Linked DNA regions of Anas platyrhynchos: region 1 is linked to region 2. Evidence: chromatin contacts called from public Hi-C data. All regions are on one chromosome and are shown on one strand. Each heading gives the region's core, a stretch centred on a gene start, on an enhancer-like site or on the middle of the called end of the contact. The rest is flanking DNA. Distances are from core to core; before and after follow the strand shown.

Region 1 (2,700 bases), core at 152-2,651, 180 kb after region 2:
GCCTAGCTCCCTGATTATTCAGGTCAAGAGAGCTATTACAGTGCAGTGTGGTTTCCACACCTACCCATATACCAATAAGGACTAGGGCATCACTGGATCACATATATCCGATCCTCATCCCAAAATGGATTTAGTACATAACCAGGAGGTGTACTCACACCATAAACCCAGGAAATACTTCCAAGCTGCATGGTTTAGATGTGCCACTGCACATCAGGGAGCAAATGGTTCATGGAAACGGAATTTTCTCAGAACCTGGCATATGTGAGGAGTAGAAAAGCAAACAAGACCAAGATATACGGGAATTTCAGGGCTCAGTATCCACATTTGCTATTTAAGCAGTTTTAACTGATTTTAAGTTTGTGTCAAGAAATATTATTAAATCATTCAGTGTTTGAAGTATGCACTTAGATGTCCAAGAAAATGACACAAAGCAGAATACTAGCAGTCCTACTAACCTTGGAAATATCAACAGGTTTGCCACGTTTTGCTTCCTCAATCTTTGGGTCAAAGCTCTTAGCTGTTCTGAGATACATTTTAGCCTGTTCAAGGTTATTTTCCTTCTTTGCTTTGACGGCTGCCTTCATGTACTGCTTCTTTCTGTTCTCCAGAAATTCCAGCTGTTGCCTAGCTGGAAAAAAAAATTGTATAACTCACTCATCTGACACTGCCATGGCCCTGAAACAGGTTTATCATGTTCATTTTTTAGCCAGAGAAAGGTCAGTAAAAGTACAGACATAAGCTAAGGACATTTCCTTACTGCACTTCATTGAAATTGAGACTGTCCAATAAAAAACACACTTCCTTATATCATGGCATCCTGCATTAAAAAAATAATCTCACGGCACTTCACAAAGATACTTATATATAAGTGCCAAAACAGAACTTAGAGCCCCGTATTTGTAGGCAGAAGACACAGACTACAGTACTGCTGACTGGTAAATAGCAAAAGCTCAATTCAAACTTTCAGCTTGACATTTAAATTTGTAAAGGACAGTGAATAGCACATGAACCCTGCATGAGCACATGAACTCTGAAAACAGGGTTCTTCTATACTCATTTCTATCCTCTCCCTTGATCTGTAATAGAAAACAGATAAGCCAATGTGTGCAGGCACATTCAGACATATCCACCTCTGCTTATTTATAACTCCTTGTTATCTTTTTGTTTCTTATTCATTCTTGGGTCTTTTCTTTCCTTCCCAAAGCAGTAAGAACAATCCCACAAGTCAGAAAACATTGCTTTACCACGTAACAGGTCAGTGCATTCTGCCTCTTTGTGTACCTCACTTTGGAAAGAGCTCATTACAGCCACTTCCAAAGATACTTGTGTTGTATTCACCAGTGCACTCTACTACACAAGCTTAGTGATAACACGAGCTAAACAGCACTTGCAAGAGCTGCCTGTCTCAGCAAATAAATGCACCAATGACACTCATACTGCTTACTGCTGTCAGATGACTATCCTATCCTGTCCTGTCCTTGCAAAAGAGCCTGCTGCCCTGCTGTTGTGAGCAACTTGCCCAATCAGCCACAACCAATTAGACAAGGTAGCTAGCCAGTTTTCACTGAGACAAAACAGCCAGAACACAGTGTGCTCTGTGAGGCCGAGATGCAGAACACAGGTATTTTCAAAGAAAATCTGTGAAGAATGGACTGAACAAAGACATTAATCCTACTGATCTTGGCTCCTTGACATTCCTGGCATAGGTCTAAGTATAAATGTTTTACTCCACTCCCACACCTCTTATCGCCTCACACACATTGACAAAAAAAAAAAAAAAAAGAAAAAGAAAAAAGGGAACAAAATTCACAGTTTATGGTCAGATGTATGCTGTACTTCTTAATTTTGGGGGAGAGAAGAAGGTTATGTTTGGATCACAGAACGGAGTTTGACTAGTGAAAGATAGCTTTATGATAGCGAAGTACTGGCACGTTGTTGTAAAGATGAAGTCAGTAGGAATCTAAGTTTTGTTACACCTATTGGTCTTATTTTAAGGTACCTGAAATGCCCAGGAGAGATTATTGAGTAATTAATTACCAGGTAACACCAGAGACAGGTGTTACCACTTTGTTCACCAAGTCCAGGTCGATTAATTTAAGAGAAATGCCATCTGATGTTGCACAAACCTAATTTCATGAGGATTCATAAATTTTCAAAGCCAAAATAGACAACTTCTATGTTTTAGTGTTCTTCATAAAATGAGTCATGGAATTTTCTAGAGAGAAGCTGTCAGATGGCACTGTGAAATGCCTTTGCGTTCTGCACAAGAACTTGCATCAGCCAACCAGGCAGTTCTGCTTTGTCCTGAGGGAACTGCCCAGGGCAGGACGGAAGGACAGGATTACAATCATGGCATGACAACAGAACCAGCGAGAGCCCGGATGCTGCTGCTGCATGCCCAAACCACCCAGTGAGGCAGTGGCCATCCCTTACTATCTATACAATTAATCTTGTACAGAAAACTGCTTAGTGACCTTAGTGATAGAAGGGCTAGAGATCAATGAATTACTGCCTATACAACAGTTTGATATTGTTGGATGAAACACTGGGCAGCAGCCACTGTTTCATGTAGGAAGCTGCATTAGATCAATGAATAATTCACGCTAGCAAGCCGTCCACTCTAATGAGAGCGCAGTTCAACTATGAGCAGAGTTGAATATTATGAATCAATACGCTTGTTACATCAAAATCAATTAA
Region 2 (2,700 bases), core at 23-2,522:
GGATATCTGAGAGACGTCGGTATTTGTCTACTCTATGCTGCATGCAAATGTGCTCTCCAATTCCCTGCATGTGGAGGAGGTTCCTGAGCCTCAGAGCAGATTGCCAGTTTTCAGTGGACTTCCCAAGCTTCATCATACTGCCATTCCAGGTAGCAAAGGCACAAGTTTCCTAACCTGACAATCTCTGTAGCTACAAACTGCAGGAAAACACCTCCTGCAAAGCAGCGTGAGCGAGAATGCCAGCAGGGGAGGCAGGCAGAAACAGGGAGGAAGAAGCAGGGAAGTAGGACCAGAACAGAGGAAGTTTTTCCCCAGAGCCAATGGGCACAGCCCCCGTGCAGCCAACAGGGAACTTCAGCCCGTGTCACTGCGAGTCCACAGTTCAGCTCCAGGCTGGGCTTTGGGGAGACAGTGGAGGTGTTATGAAGGGTAGAGCTAGAAGAGCACATCTCGCAGAGGCTGGGTAACCTGCCTACAGCATCCCTCGGAGAAGGGCCGCCTCACACCACCCGCAGCGCTCAGCAGCCGCTCACCCAGGCCCAGCTGCTTGGGGCCGGGACATTTCTCCGTGCTCCTGGGGGTTTGATGGGAGCACCGAGCAAAAACACCACCAAAATGGCAGCGCAGGGTCTCCGCTCACAGCTGTAATTAAGCCTGGAACCTCTCTATATGGAAGGAGTTCCGCTGCTGCCGGTTTTAGCCTGGGTTTCAGCTCGGCGCCGCTCCGGGACCCCCCCGACAATCTCCTCCCGCTGGGGATCAGCGCTCCTGGGGCCGAGCTGCCCGGAGGGGGGGGCACGGGAACCGCACCGGGCCCTCACCGGCAGCGGAGCCGGCCTCCAGCCCGCCCAGCCCCGTCCCGGCGCTCACCGGTACTGCTTGGGGTCGCTGGGCGATTTGACGATGTCGGGGTCGCCGAGGTTGGCGCCCCGCTCCTCCTCCTCGTCCCCGTGAGGCGAGCGGCCTGCGGCGTCGCGGCCCGCCTCAGCGGCCTGCTGCCCCCCCAGCACCTCGGGGCAGCCGCCGCCGCCCGCCGCCTTGTTCCTCCCGGGCATGGCCGCCCACAGCGGCCGGGCCCTGACAAGAACCGGCGGCAGCCGCCGCCCCCGCGCCGCCACCCCCGGCCCCGGCCCGCTCCCGGTCCCGGTCCCGGCCGCCGCCGCCCGGCCTCTCCTCACGAAGGCTGCCGCGAGTCTGCGCATGCGCGGCCGGCCGGCGGGCCCCGCTGCCAGGCGGGCTGCTCCCGCCCCGCCGGGAAGTGGCGGTGGCGGTTGGGCGGGCCCCGGCCCCGCGGCCTGTCAGCGCCCGCCGCGGAGTCACGTGGGGGAAACGGGGAGGCCCCCGTGCGCTGCGCGTGGCCGGAGCGGGCGGTGATTGGTGGGAGTGGGGAGGAACCATCGGGGGGGGGAATAAGCGGGGGGGGAAGCAGGCGACTTTCGGGGATAAGGCAATGGGGGGAGCGCAGCGGGGTGAAGGCAGGGAGGGAGACAGAGGGGATCCCAGAGCCCCGCTCTCTCCCATCGCGGTCCGGCATCGCGGCCGCTTTCCGTGTTCGCTGACACCCACACCCCCCCCCGCCTGTTGGATGAGTCCAACCGCCCCTCGCGGAAGCCGGCCCAAGCAGATGTCGCTCCCTCCCGACACGACCAACCAGCCCTTCCCTCATTCCCTTCACCTATTGGCCCAAAAGGATGCCACTCACGTGGCAGAGCCAATCAGCTCACGAAGCCGCCCCCAGAACCTGGTGGCTGCCTGAGGCGAGGCCCCTCCCCTCGGCCCGCCTCCCCCGCCCCTCACAGGCGGTGCCGGTCCCTCGCGGCCCGTTACCTGCCTTTTTTTTTTTAATTATTATTTTTAATTCTGTTCCTAAAAAAACACAAAACATGCAACAGAAAAGTCAGACCTGCGGCACTCGGTGCCTGTGGGTGCTGACCCAGTCCCAAGTTCCGTAGTCCCAAGCACTTTCCCCTCGGTACACAAACTTTGCCCCCTGCCAAGCTGCCGGCGCCTGTGTGGCGAGGTCCGGCCCCAGCAGGAACCCCAGCACCTCAGCTCCCGCACGTCCCCTATAGGGTCCCCTTCACACCTGTTGTTCCGCTTGCGACAGCCCCTTTGCACCGTTCCGCACTTCACTCTCCTGTAATTCGTTACAGCTTCTGTGGCCGCGTTGCCTGTAGAAGGAATGCAGACAGCGATTTCAGGGGTGGGAGGCTCGAGGAGCTCCCCCCGTGCTCAGCGCCTTGCTTCTCCGCTAGGTGGAAGCCAAGACCACGTCTCACCTGCAGCCTCCTTTTCTCAGCTTTTCTGACAGAAATGTGCTCTGAGTGCTCTAGGCGATGGTACCAGCAATAGAGAAGCTTGTAGAGAGCAGTCCGTCCGAACGTCCGTCCTTCCTTTCTTCCTTCGTTTCTTTCTTCCTTAAATCTTGTAACCATACCGTCTTTATCTTAACTAGGGCACTGCTAGTCAAGTGGAAGGCAGTCAAATAAAAGAATGCATCAAACATTTCAGGTTTGTCTTCTGTGGAAGCAAGTCAGTTATTTCCCTCGCCTTGACACATCTCACTTTTTGCCATTATCTTTTATAAGTTGACACAAACAGCAATTATTATTGACTCTGATAACTCTGAAGTCAGCTGGATGCCATTAAGACAAAAGGCTTTCTCTCCATTTGTCACTTTTATTGCAAATGCAAGATGAG

What was found. Hi-C and Micro-C count contacts between places; a contact is called where the count stands out from the background.
Region 1: a Hi-C map of small yellow follicle shows a contact between it and region 2, with 2.5 times the contacts expected there. The contact joins the enhancer-like site here to the promoter of NRDC in region 2. A contact is called at or near these places in 3 of 8 Hi-C or Micro-C datasets (skeletal muscle, small yellow follicle and subcutaneous adipose tissue).

What each region holds. Positions count from the first base shown.
Region 1 is chr8:33,416,075-33,418,774 of IASCAAS_PekinDuck_T2T, forward strand. It overlaps CC2D1B (coiled-coil and C2 domain containing 1B), which reads right to left. Exons shown (of 25, transcript XM_072042015.1): 15 at 459-631. Among named protein-coding and RNA genes, the nearest start is that of CC2D1B, 20 kb to the right of the region's middle. Within about 2 kb of position 1,402, at least 5 of the 8 cell types and tissues checked have an H3K27ac peak or open chromatin away from gene starts, as enhancers often do. A contact at or near this core is called in small yellow follicle, where this site is marked.
Region 2 is chr8:33,239,783-33,242,482 of IASCAAS_PekinDuck_T2T, forward strand. NRDC (nardilysin convertase) reads right to left here and starts at 1,273. Exons shown (of 31, transcript XM_027463412.3): 1 at 871-1,273. The coding sequence starts at 1,202.